Regions from separate parts of the Mus musculus genome. Here regions 1 and 2 are each linked to region 3. The links are chromatin contacts, called in public HiChIP or PLAC-seq maps. All regions are on one chromosome and are shown on one strand. The core of a region is the stretch at or near the end of the contact, and the rest is flanking DNA. Distances in the headings are between cores, read along the strand shown. Region 1 has its middle 86 kb from the start of Gm31534. Region 2 has its middle 110 kb from the start of Gm31534. Region 3 holds the start of Lnpk (lunapark, ER junction formation factor).

Region 1 (4,805 bases), core at 1,133-3,632, 460 kb after region 3:
CTGGACACATATGTTTAGTTTTTACATGACCCATTCAATTGTCTCTATTTCTGCAACTTGACACTCATCAAATGCATACTACATACTGGAGTGGATCCTGACAGTATAGAGGAAATTCCCTGCCCTTGTGGAGCATAGAGTCTGTTAGGGAGACAGATGATAGTGAGTCTATGTCTCCAATTGTGAAAATACTGCGAAGGAGTCAGAGGCATGCTGAGCGTCTTCTCGGAGCTTCAAACTCTGGGCTGAGCCCTCCAGATGGAAAGAGAAAGAGAAAACAAGGTCAAGATGTGAGAGGTGGGGACACTATCCTTCACAAAATTTTAAGCAAAAATTGCTTATCTAAAGGAAACACAGGAACAAGGAGTGGAGCAGAGACTGAGGGAGGGGCTGTCCAGGGACTGCCCCACCTGGGGGTCGATCCCATGTGCAGACACCAAACCAGACACTTGCTGATGCTGGGAAGTGCTTGCTGACAGGAACCTGTGTCTCCTGAGAGGCTCTGCCAGAGCCTTACTAATACAGATGCAAATGCTCTCAGCCAACCATCAGACTGAGCACAGGGACCCCAATGGAGGAGTTGGGGGAAGGGCTAAAGGAGCTGAAGGGGTTTGAAACCCCATAGAAGGTACAACAATATCAACCAACCAGACCCCCCCCCTTCCCCAAAGCTCCTAGTGATTAAACTACCAACCAAAGAGTACACATGGAGGGACCCATGGCTCCAGCTGCATATGTAGCAGAAGATGGCCTTGTCTGACATCAATGGGAAGAGAAGCTCTGGGTCCTGTGAAGGCTTGATGCCTCAGTGTAGAGATATGATAGGGCAGTGGGGCAGGAGTGAGTGGGAGGGTAGGGGAGCACCCTCGTGGAGACAGGGGGAGGAAGGGTCGATTGGGGGATCTTGGGGGGTGGGGAACTAGAAGGGGGTAACAATTGAAATAAATAAAATAAATAAAATTGAAAAAATCAAATCAAATCAAATGTCAATTTAAAAAAAAAAAGACCTACAAATGGCTCCATGGAAGGTTCTTGATCCTGCTAACGGTGTGTTAGACGACACGGGACTGAAGAAAATGTAGGTAAACAGCAGTGTACAAGCAAACACGAGACTGACATCAAGAAGCCTCTGTTGGAATGGGTGGTTCTTGTGCTTTATTGAAACACCAGACAGCATCAGGTTCATAGTGTCTAAGATCTCTGTTGCCCGTCAACCCAGCTCCCTCCCAGACACTGGCAAACACACCCAGGTTTGAAGCTTGTAAGACCTTAGGAACGGATAATCCTTAAGACTTTGGAGTTTTAAATCTTCCTGAAAAGAGATATGGCCCCCACGTCTCACTTGTACACAACAGCAACCGGCAGTGGCTACTGACCTCACTGTGTCCTCGCTCCAGCGTGAGGGATCCCCACCACTCTATTCCCCCCCAGCCTGCCACCTGGACATGTCCGGGTCTACAGCTTCTCTTCCCTCCTCCCACTTTGTCTGTGTTATGATGGTGGGGGGCACGCCTAAATGTGATAGGGATACAAACGTATCACCTACGTGTTTTGAAAATGTGATTGTCATTTTTTTAAAAAATACAAAATAACTCCAACTAACCAGAGTTCTAGGGGGAATTAACTTGTTTCAATCCAAGTCATTTTCAAAGGGAAAATTTGCTTGATGGACACAGAAGTATTCGCCCATATGATTGGCAGGGGCAGGGTATCAGCACAGGGCTCAGGAGATATTCTCGCCCAAATTCCTGTCCGTCTCTCTCCTACACCATCACTATGGTCCTTACTGAGAATCAGTGGACAGAGGAACACCTCTGGGACCATCAAGAAGCATCCGAGAGAACTCAGGGAGGACACAATGAAGTATTTGAGGTGGTCCAAAACAATGGACTGAAGTTCTTCAGCTAAAGGAATAATTCAGTGAGTCAGAATGCAGTACCCACAGTCCTCAAGTCACACTGCTCGTATCCCGTGCTTTGTGAGTGACTAGGCCTGAGATCACTGCACAAGTATAGGGTCAAAGAAAGAGACAATCTCCCCCTTTCCAACTGGAAGGCCAGGGGTGATGCATCATGTCCCCGACTTTGTCACAGCTGTCCCACCAAGCCACTTGCTACAAAACTCAGGGGAGTACCCATGTCGATCAAGAACAAGAGAGCATCAGGCCTTCCGGTCTTCACCCATCATCCTCCTCTACTCCGCCTCCCCAAGGCCCCTGACCTCACCTCCTGGCTTCATAAAGACTCACGAGCAACCTTTCATCAGATTCTCCTCTTGCATTGTGAGAACGGAGGCAGAGATTCTAGAAGAACGGGATAGCTTTGTTAGTCTAGTAATTAAGATAGGAGTGACATTCAGACACGGCCTGGACAGGATGTGGCGAATCACTGCATTCTTTGTGTGGAAAGCTGTTCCCCGGCCTGCTTTGTCTGCCCTCCCGGGACCTCATCATCTCCACTAAAAGTCAAAATGGGATTTTGTGCCTTCTATTCCCTTCTCTTTCCCCCTCCTAATATATATCTGCTTTGAGGGAGCTATGTTTGTCAAAGTGGGCTAATTTATGGCATTATAGGGGGAAATGAAACCTCGGCTTCCCATTCTTGCCCCCGGAGCAGATTTACTAAGCGCCTCCTCTTTCCCTCCCTCCTCTCCATTTCTGGGGAGGCCATTTGCTAAACAGAACGTACTCTTTCGCCTCCAACCCCTGCAGCAGGCGAGGCAGGCAAATTGCCACTTGTCATGCCTTTCCCGAGTATGCCATGCATACGATTGTCTCCCAGCTAATAGCTCCTTCTATTGTCCATAATTCATCACTGTCAGCGTTCTTTACGTTTTATCCCTCCCTTACACGTTTCATGAGAATCTATGCTTCTCCTATTGTGGCCCTGGATTTCATTAGCATAGACTGCATGATGTCAAATAAATACACACACTCTACTGCAGCAGAGTCTGTTCTTTGCACAGAACAGGATGTTACTTTTATTAGTATTTTTTTTCCTCATTTCCTTACAGTCTTTTCCTTTTTCACTAAGCCATTATGAAGTGCGTACCAGTGGTATCTTGGGTAATTAGCCATTACAGCGCTGTCACCAAGGGTTCCACAGTCAATACAAAGATAATTTGGGCAATGGTGAATGACAGTGCTGTCCAGACTTTTGGGATAATCAAGGACACATCCAGCTGTACCAGACATCTGTCAGACCCATGAATCATCTCAACTGGCTCGACAATAGCCAGGCAGCCCCAGTGAAGGTAAACACGACAGCAGGCAGCCCACCATCGCAGGCAGCAACTCTCTTACAGAAAAGCCCGCCTCTCTGTGCAAGAGCAGAGCCCTGTGCACGATGCTTTCATGGCTCAGGAATACTAAGAAATAACAACAATCAAATGGTTAGGGAATGGTGTTAATATTACAACAATCCTGATGTTTGTCTTAACTAAAAACGAAGTGGACACTCAGAAACTAGACCTAGATCTATTGGTTGTAATTCGTTTTATGTGATGTACGCTATTTCGGAAGCCATCCCGAGCTTTTATGCACCCAAGTTCTATGCTATTAAGTTCTTTCTGTTTGTTTAATAAGCTAACACTGTTTTTATGGTTTTTATTTGCAAAGTTCCCCAGCAAGTGTGACTAGCAGTTTATGTAGCAGTCTTTGCTACAAATTCTTAAAATGGCACACACACACAATCTCTAAAATGAAGAGGAAAAAGATCCAATAGTCTAAAGCAAATTTAGAAGGACCACAGTTGCTCGTGGTTGATTTTTCAAAATGACTGCCTCTGTGAGCATCCCGGACGCTCATGCATGGCAGACTCAATTTCAGTCTACAACTGACCACTGGCCAGGAATTTCCTAAAAGGGGGTTTTTATACATGTACCTGCAGCTTGGTCTGGTCTTCATGGTATTTTCTAGCTATCCTAAGTAAGCCCTACGTCTTCCAGCTGAAACCAGAAGCAAGAACCATAGATCTGCAGCCCCTCCCCCTCATCTGATGAGAAGCTGTTCCTGTCCAAATCACTTTTATGAGTTAATTGAGGCTGTTTATCCACAGTTCTTTATTAACCTTCTAAATGTCAGACAAGCAAACTCGAAGAGTTCTGCACCCAGCCATTAGAGGACCCACAATGGAGCTGGCAACCACAGGCTCTTGTGCTGTTGGGAAGTTGGCATTGAAGGTGACCCGTTATTTTCACTGTCAGTTACCCTACTTTCTTTGAGGCACTTTTAAAGATCAGCTTTACTGTAGGATAAACTCCACCACTTAAAGTACACAACTTAATAGACTGGCCATGTTTAGACCTATGTAGCCACTATCTGTCAAGACAGTGGACACCTCCCTCCTTCCATTGCTAGGTTGTTGGGTGGACACTTGATGTGTGTGTGCAATGGTTGGATTGTTGGGTGGACACTTGATGTGTGTGTGTGCAGTGGCTGGGTCATACTGTCACACTTTCGCCAGCTGGATTGTTTTTACATCTCCACCAGCAGCAGTGTCTGGTAGCTCCCGTTCCTCCACACTGTACTGTATGTGACTAATTCTTCTCATTTTACCCATTTCCATAGGTCTATGGCGATGTCTCACTGTGATCACAACCTACACCCTCCTAATGTCATTAGGCATTTTTTTCATGTACGTATTTACCATCAGTATGTCTTTGTTTTGTAACATTTCTGTCCAAATGTCTTACCCATCTGTCTGTCTGCCAACATCACACTGTTTTATTTACTGAAGCTTTGTACGGGTGACAATGAAAGACAGCACTGGATCTCAGCTGTGGTTTTTTTTGTTTGTTTGGTTGGT
Region 2 (4,562 bases), core at 413-2,912, 480 kb after region 3:
CTCATCAGAGGACCCACTTATTAATAGATTAATAGTGCTCATCTACTAATCTGTATTCCCTACTGGACCATTCACTCTGTGAGGGAAAGAAGGAAGGAAGGAAGGAAGAGAGAAAGAGAAAGAAAGGAATATATAAGTATGGGTGTGTCTCTGTAAGCCCTTAGGAAACAGAGCTCTATCTGCATATTCGGGAACAGGATTGCTTTAGAACAGAGGTGACCACACACACACACACACACAGGTAGCACAGCTAGCCCTCTCACTGTGCCACAGCTGTTGGATCTGGGAAAGACTGACCCAGATCCATCCACAAATGCTCACTCTGTCCTCCTGGAAGCAGGGGCTCACCTTGAAAGGCTTGTTGTCCCATACTAATCTCTAAGTTCCTCCAAGGCAGGTTTCATAGCTAATTCACCCTTACACTCTCACAGTATCTAATAAAATGCCCTCCACAAGCAAGACATTTAATACATATTTGATGAATGAATTAATGGATGGCTGAGAAGCCAGAATTAGGAGACCTTGTTTGTACCATAATTAAGAGATCCTCTGAGGTTTGTGGCTTGGGCTTCTTTAACATATACACTGTTGAAGAATTGGATTGTGCCCAAACCAACACATGTTAACAGTCACCTGAGTTCTCAAAATACTGGCATTGGGACGATCCCAATTGTTGGCAATGTACAATTTATTGATAGCAATAAAGAAAGATTAGTGGGTGTGGAAAGCCTTGACTTCTAAATTCTGCAATGATCCCTTCCTTATGCAGAATAGGCAAAATGCACAAATAGTCTCTCCTGATTTAGCGGAGTTCCCCGGGGCGACAGGAACTGTGGATCTGCGAAAAAATTTGGGGAATGTTGTAGAAGAAGCTAGAATCTATATGTTTAACTTAGCATTGCAGAACATTTTATTTTGAGCCAGTGTATAATTAGAGAGCCTGCCATGAAAATGAGCGGTTTTGTTTATTTATTATGTAAGTATGCCTTTTATTAAAACGACTTTGTGAAAATCTAATTGCCACTACAGTAATATAGCATAGCACTCCCTTACATAAATACATGATTATTATGTACAGTCACTTATCTGTGAACGAGTTCTGCTACTATTTTCCTTAATTAAGGATACAAAAGGGCTTCTTCATCTTTGCATATTCCCTTGCTAGGACATTGATACTCATTATTTCCTAAGTCCAAACACTGAAACTGTGTCAAGAATGCATCCATCACGAGATGGGTACTTATAGTCAGCGGAATTTTCAACCCTGTCAGCAATTTCAGCAATTTGCAATTTCTGTATCTCTGACATGTGTTTTTATTGGTGAAGATCACTCTCAAATACCAAGATCATGAGAATGATTCTTTGGGTAGTCTCTGCAGAAGCCTAATGTAATGACAGTAATTAACAGCCTGTGATTAGCAGCCACTCCAGAAAGTGTTTGAATGTTAATTTGCTTCAACTAATGTGCAGCACTTCTGTGTAATGAGATCTAAGCTATAGGTTCACAGGGAAAGCAAATTATTTTCCAGCATTTAATCATACAAATGATTCTTAGTTAATCACTTCAACAGTAAACCTCAATGTTCTAATAAGTGACATTTGTTTTTCTGTCATTCAGTTTACTATGGTATAGGCCAGGGCAAAGATACGACTTTCATAATGGTCAAACTCCCACTTGCCAGCACTGGCATTTCAAAATAAGGGCCCCCTCAGACTATGGCAGAATGGAGCTAGCATTATGCATGCAGAAAAGGGAAAGAGGTTTTGCATCTCTTCATGTCATATTTGGAGCTTTGTTTTCTTAGTGTATATGTTTGTAAAGGGGAATTAATAGCTCTTTTCCCTTTGACATGAGAGTCTTGAAGCCAGATATACAGCAAGAAATTAAGAACAGTTGCCCATTAACCAAACATTAATGAGCTAAAGTCTCTGGTGGCCTAAGTGTGGAAAAGAAAAACAAAATCATGAGAATGCGAACACAGTCACTAATGAACTGCCTTCTTAGAAGGTCCATGTCCTTCCTATGCTCGCCTGACACTCACTGCTCATGTCCTGAGGTAAAGCCATGGACAAATGAGGGTGGGACAGGTGAGACCTGCTCAGACCTGATAACAGATCAGTCACTTCAAAAGACAGTGTGTAAGCATCAAAGAATAAAAAAGAGGCTGTGGGGGCATGGTGAAACCCAAAAATATTTTCTATCTACTTACTGACTTCACATTTATATTGAAAGGTCAGACACTACATAAAGGACACCGAGTAACATTGTCATGCTGTGATCAGAAATATTACTCCCCAACAAGATCCATTATTGATCAATACTTTGTTTTCATATTTGGCACATAGTGTTGATGGCTGGAATGCAGACCAATTAAAAAAAATGGTCTTATGATTCTCCTTTAACCTTTAAGCTACGATTTCGAGTATTATTTTATATTAATTTACTTCAAGTAAACTTGTGACATTAGCCATTATCCTTGGATAGCATCATGTTGTTAACATGGTACATACTCCAAATGAGGAATTCCCTCCACCCAATGTGCCTGGGGGCATGTCTGTGAAGCATCTTCTTGATTGCTAATTGATGTAGGAGAGAGCCCGGCCCACTATGGGCGACACCATCCCGAGAGAGGCAGGCCTACACTGTCTAAGAAGGGTACCTAAGCATCAGCTTACAAGTAAGCCAGTGGGATGTGTTCCTCTATGGTCTTTGCTTCAGTTCCTGCCTCCAGGTTTCTGCCTTGCGCTCCTACTCTGGCTTTCTTCAGTGACGGGCTATAACCTATAAGCCAATAAAACCCTTTTCTTCCCAAGTTGCTTTTGGTTAGTGTTTTATCACAACAACAAAAAAAAACAAGCTAGGACAGATCTCTAGTGTTTCCCAGGCTAGTTTGAAGCTTTATTTCAGAGTTCATCTTTATTAATAACAGCACTAATTTGTAAAGTGGCTGAGTTATATGTAAGAACCATAATTGGATGCCCATTCCACTTTTGTTTACTTGCAACGCTAGGGGTAGAAGCCAGGGCTTCGTATGTGCTAGATAGGCACTATACTGCCGAGCCTCCTACCTAACCCAAGAAGCAATTAAAAGAACCCTTAACTGTGTATGTATTAGGTCCATCCTAATGATAGCATTTGGAAATAGTAACTGGAGATCAACACTAATCAGACCCACATTCACATGGACAAGCTGTGATCCTCTGTCTAAGAGCTATGGTTCCTGTAGCCAAGACAGGTGTTTACCCCTGAAGTATGAACCCAGGAGAGTCTTTTTTATGCTAATCTTCATAGTAGATAATCTAGCCCCATACTAGGATATCCATCTTCCCTTTTCTGTGTATTTTTACTATTATATTTTGTTAGTTTTTTTGAGAAATACATACAACATATTTTTATACCCTTTGCCTCCCTACTCCTCCTCTAACTACTTCTGGATACATCCACCACCTCCCAACTTCACTTCCTGTTTATTTTAAATGATCAGCCAAGTCCAATTTATGCTGCCCATATACTTCCTCTTGGATGTGATTCACCTACAAAGGGGCCACGCCCTAAGAGAAAATGGAATGCCCCTTCCCCCAAAGCCATCCAAAGCCATCAGCTGTGGATAGCTCCTCAGTTAAGGGTAGGGGCTTATGAGCCCCTGACCCCTCCATGCTAAAACATTGACTGGGTTAATCTTATGCAGGAACCACAGTTGGTATCAGTTCATATAGTCCTGTCATATCCAGAATACTGTTTAGATAAATTCAAAGGTCAGTTTGATGCTATGTCTCTTCAACAAAATGATAGTAGTAGACTCACACTGAGGCCTATGGGTCCCCAGTCATGGGCTCTTAGACAGATTTACAGTACCACTCACATGTTGCCTGTTATGGAGCAGTCCTCAAATACAACCAGAAAGTGGTTGGTTACTCAACAGCATCTGTGCCACTATTGCAGCCATGGACATAGCCTAAAAGCCAGTCATTATTGTAGTTCATGGAGTTCACAGTTGGATAAGACAACTGTGATGAATCCTACCCCCACTCACCCCCATATTCCCCAGAAGCCTACTTTTCAGTACTTTGAAAGCTAGCTAATAGGAAAAATTTTCCTGGTTAGTATCAACCTAAGTTTTCCATGCCCTGTGATGAAAGTGTTTCCAGAATGTCTTCAGCAATAAGGCCTTACCATCGAGTTTGGTGGAGAATGAAGAGCAGTGATAATAGCCTGTATTGTTTTAGGGTTTCTTCTAGGATACTCCTACTAACAACTTAAAGGGATGTATCTAACACCTGGCTCTGGGCTTTTCATTGGGCATCATGTGGCTTCTGGAAGGAGCAGTTTCCTCTGTGTAGGATAACTCCAATTAAATGTGTGTGTGTGTGTGTGTGTGTGTGTGTGTGTGTGTGTGTGTGTGTGTCTTTTTCAAGCATCCTTAGTGTTAGTTATCCCTCCCACCAAGCCCGTCTTCCACCCTTCCCTCATGTTTCCCTCCTCATGTAAGTCTCCCTCCCTGTTATTCTGCCTTTCCCCTTTATATTAGTCATCTTCTCCTACACCTGCATCTCGTCCTGGA
Region 3 (4,243 bases), core at 1,085-3,584:
GTATCGCTGTCTCCTTGTCCAGTCACAATGGCCTCCTTTTAGTCTCTTAGGCTTGCAATGCTTGCTTCAAACAAAAGGCCTTTACATAGGACACTCCTTGTGTTTCTTCACGATTGTGTTTCTTATCTTTTGGATCTAATTTGAGTGTGACCTCCTTAAGAAAGCTTACTCTAACACCTCTGGCTAGATTGACAAATTCCCCACCTGTAAGTTTTCATAACACCTAAGAAAATTGAATACCCTCTTCCTAAATTAGTCTTAAAATTCTATCAGCTTGAACAGTTTGTTTCCTCTCTCAAAGTAGTCTCTGGATTTCACTTCTTTAGATGCTGTCCTGTTACGGTTTAGGCTTAGTAGGGAGCCACTCTTGAGGACTTGTTAGAACAGCCGCTCCACTGGCTTTCCCATCATCCCTGGCTGCTGTGATGCCTTCTAACACTGTGAACATAGAACACTTTTTAACTTGTAGTTTTCTTCCCACTCCTGTTGGATGCTTTATTGTAGCTATGGTATGCTTCCTCAGTACTTAACGAAGGGCCTAGTCCATAAATACTCAAAATCATCCTGGAGTCTGCAGTTTAGCAGTATATCCCATGTTTAGTTCTGTTTGTCTTTCCTGCATTGTCCTGTGACACACTTCCTTTTCACTTTCTTCATTTCTTTCATGGTACTGCGGACTAAATCCTGGGCCTTGTATACACTAGATAAGCTTACTACCATCTAGCCATATCCTCGGTGGATATCCTCTCCATTTATAAGACAAATATAAATATAGTGCTGTCTTTAGCACTATACATATTTTTCTACTTTGTTTCCTCACTTGAAAAATACTTGGGAAGATTTGAGAGATGATTTAGACTTTATGTTTCCCTTTCAAACCTGGCTAGGCTAACATTTTTTCTCATGTGATTTCCCTAGAAACTTTTTTTTCAGGATTAGATCTTTTAGAATCTTTGCCTCTAGCTAGCTCTCTTCTCTCTGTCCTGTTTTATTTTTAAACTCCCTGATAGCTCAATGAAAAACCCTAGGACAAGTATTAGCAAGAGTCAAAAACAAAACAAAACACAACAACAACAACAAAAACAAACAAAACTTTCCTGTTCCCTTTAGGAAAGATCTGAGACAAGAGGCAGCACGAGTTTTATGTTCTTAGAAACTACCAAGGCTGGGAAATAAAATGGCTAATTTTCCAAATAAAAACTGGTGAAATGTCTGTTTACTTTCTTCCACATTGGTGAGGCGATACATGGCACACTAAAGTTTAGCTCTCTCCTATTCTTTTAAGTTTACAAAGCTGTAACTGAAGATCTTAGAATTTAGGGGATTATCTTACAAAGTAGATACTATGTCTATGCCTTCTTCTCTGCTGGTGTTGTCAGTGTAAACATAGCATATTATTATATCTATTGCACTTTGAAAATCAGAAACATTTTCTTCCTTAACTAAAGAAGAAAAACCCGTAAAAGTGATTGAACACAGAACATAAAAGCTTTTGTTGAAGTTTCCCTCCTAATTTTGCCTATGGAGCGCCCCCACCCCTCCCATTGAAGTTTTGTTATTGATACTTGCAGTTGACTGGAATACAGCCTTCTTTAGGTCGTTTTCAATTCTTAGGGAAATACAGCACTACTGTTTAAGGGGCCCCAGTTATTCAGAGGTTTTGGAGATTGTTAAGAGTGTAATTTTGGAAAGCTCAGCCTTTGTTGCTACCCCTTAGCTTGAAAAGACCATCCTTATCATTTCAAGTTCTTCTCATGCTGGTGAGATAAGCGCGTAGTCATGAAAGGACCCTTTTTGACGTCCAAGAGCAACAGAAACAAGCCTAAAGCCCTCATGGGGTATGGCCAGGAGGTGTTATGTATGATGTCTGTCTGTCTCTCTCCACTTGCTTGGCTGGGATGGCTTCTGAGCTATGCAATGTAAACTTTTTTGCTGCCTTCTGGATGACAGCTGATCTGGGATCTCAGGTACCCTCTCTTTTCCAGACACACAGGTCTCGACCTTCAACGTCCCTCCCCTTTGTCCTCCCCACTCTTCTCTCGCTCAGAAGGTCTGGGACAATCAGGATCAGTTTCTTTTCTTGGCGAGACTGGGGCGTGGGAGTTGTTCATGAGAAAAGGAGGCAGAACTAGTAAGAGTCAGTCGGAACCGCCCTACCCTGTGGTGCCCCGAGGACCGACAGCCTACACTAGCGCGGAGGATACTCAGCCTAAATCCTCCTGCCACACCCGCCGCTCTGAGGCACCAACGGCTGGGCCGGCCGGATCACGTGATGGGGGAGCGGCGCGCGCCGGCTGCAGCGCCCATTGGCTGGCGGCAGGAGCGCGGGGTTTGATGGGAAGGCATTGGCCGGGCCCAGCGCTCTATCTGTAGGTGCTGCTGCCTGCTCCAGAGGCTCTACGCGGTGGCGACCCAGGCTTCCCCGAGTGGACGCCCAGGCCGAGCGGCGCCCGCTTTTCTCAGGTAGGACTGTGAAGGGAGGGCCGCGTAGACGGAGGCGCTCCGGACAGCGGGAACCAGTCTCCGGGTTCCTCGGCGCGCCGGCCCGGGTGCCTCCGCCCCTGCCAAGTGGCCTAGAGCTTGGTGGCGGCTGGGGAACACGCCGCGGGGCTGCTGCCCTCCGTACACTGTTGCCGCCTTCTCTCGTGGATCGCCCTGAACAGCGGCCCGAGCGGCTCCGGAGCGCACGAGACCCGGCTCTGCCTCCCCTGAGGCCGGTGTTCTTTCCGGGTATGTTCTCAGGGATTCCGCGCAGTGGCTGTTTAGAGCCCGAGCCCTTGGGCCCCCCCTGTGTTAAGAAGTGTCAGAAGGTCCCAGAGAGCACATCCCTAGCTGAAATATCCACCCTGAGAGCCCCGATCACCTCCGCGTCCACCTGAGCTGGCACGACGGGAAGGTCTGAAAACTGTCAGTGTCATGCTGCTCCGTCCGCGTGTGGGCGTGGATTGTGAGCGACTTAGAGGAGCTGCTCCACAACCATTGTCCTTACTTATTGGAGGGACAGCGACCAGTCTGAGGGGTGGGGTAGGACGAAGGTGCGTGGTGACAGGAGCGACCCGGGAAAAGCAACTCCAAGGGGCATCAGTAGGTTTAATTCTTTGATGGTGTGTTTGCGGACGGAGAGTTCGGATTGGTGAATTTATTTCTGCGTGCAGTTTTAAGCAACACCTGCGACTCACTGAGTTTTCAGTGTTCTGTTCTTACTTTTTGGTTTCTGGTTTGTGGTGCTTAGAGCCTATTGTTTTCTGTCTCTGTGGCCTCAGTCTTAGCGTTGACAACATTGTCTAGAGGTGTGATGGATGTGAGTAAATTTAGTTACAGGCATATATATGTTCAAGCTGGCAGGCAGGGCTAATACCTAGTTCCCAAAGGTCTCCATAGTGCCTTCTTAGAAGAACAAAGTTGATTTCGAATACGAACCTTAAGCAAGAGTGGTTCATTTAAAAGTGAAGTTTTAAAAAGTTCCTTGACATCTATTGGGGTCACCATAGTAATGATGTTAATAAATGTTTATGGTGTTTATATGTTGGAAGAATGCTTGGATAGGTGACTCTAATAAAGGTATGAGTTCATATAGAAATCTCCCTGTCAGTCTTTTTTATTTTTAATTTTTATATTTATTTATTTTGTGGTGGTCATCTCATATTAAAAGTGCTTTTAGAAGTGTGCTTACCATTTTTTTTTTTTTTTTTTTTGGGCAATAAACCTGGTGTAAGATATTTCAGAGTTGCCTATTTGGACATTTGAAAGCGATTTCGAACAAATCACATTTAAACCCAAATTGTGTAGTATAATGTGGAGATGCTGTTAAAGGTGACTAGTTTATATTTAAGTTTGGAATCAAAGGTTAAAAACCACAAAACTCCATTTCTTTTGTTGTTTTCTATGAAGGCTTATACGTTTATTATAATGGGAAGTGCTTGAAAAATACTCCATTTATTTATTTCCATGCTAGGGTAAATGAGAAAAATATTTTTAGTAAAAACACAAACTTATTTTATACTTACAGATTTTAAATTATGAAATAATTAAAATATGCACTCATTTAATGGAATGTTAGGCACATGCTTCATTTAGATATTACATGTGGTTTTGGTAACAGCAATAGTAATGGCTAAAATTACCTAAATACTATGTGCTAAATACTGTGCCAAGTGATAAATAAGTTCACTAAATTTATACAATTCCAAGGAATGTAAATATTCTAACTGCTTTATTAGCCAAAGCTCAGAGTTTAAGAACT

Evidence for each region. HiChIP or PLAC-seq counts read pairs in DNA pulled down with a chosen protein or histone mark.
Region 1: a contact with region 3 is called in an H3K4me3 HiChIP or PLAC-seq map of embryonic forebrain, with 2.9 times the contacts expected there. The contact joins the enhancer-like site here to the promoter of Lnpk in region 3. A contact is called at or near these places in 1 of 39 promoter capture datasets (cranial neural crest) and 8 of 115 datasets of contacts at active chromatin or transcription factors (astrocytes, embryonic basal ganglia, embryonic forebrain and 4 more).
Region 2: an H3K4me3 HiChIP or PLAC-seq map of embryonic basal ganglia shows a contact between it and region 3, with 6 times the contacts expected there. The contact joins the enhancer-like site here to the promoter of Lnpk in region 3. A contact is called at or near these places in 8 of 39 promoter capture datasets (cranial neural crest, embryonic stem cells, frontonasal cranial neural crest and 5 more) and 7 of 115 datasets of contacts at active chromatin or transcription factors (cardiomyocytes, embryonic basal ganglia, embryonic limb bud and 3 more).

Annotation. Positions count from the first base shown.
Region 1 is chr2:74,117,733-74,122,537 of GRCm38.p6, reverse strand. No RefSeq gene overlaps it. Among named protein-coding and RNA genes, the nearest start is that of Gm31534, 86 kb to the left of the region's middle. Within about 2 kb of position 2,382, at least 13 of the 459 cell types and tissues checked have an H3K27ac peak or open chromatin away from gene starts, as enhancers often do. A contact at or near this core is called in embryonic basal ganglia and embryonic forebrain, where this site is marked.
Region 2 is chr2:74,093,776-74,098,337 of GRCm38.p6, reverse strand. No RefSeq gene overlaps it. Among named protein-coding and RNA genes, the nearest start is that of Gm31534, 110 kb to the left of the region's middle. Within about 2 kb of position 1,662, at least 2 of the 459 cell types and tissues checked have an H3K27ac peak or open chromatin away from gene starts, as enhancers often do. A contact at or near this core is called in embryonic basal ganglia, where this site is marked.
Region 3 is chr2:74,577,039-74,581,281 of GRCm38.p6, reverse strand. It overlaps Lnpk (lunapark, ER junction formation factor), which reads left to right and starts at 2,334. Exons shown (of 13, transcript NM_027133.3): 1 at 2,334-2,463. It overlaps 4930445N08Rik (RIKEN cDNA 4930445N08 gene), which reads right to left and starts at 2,238. Exons shown (of 2, transcript NR_166470.1): 1 at 2,158-2,238.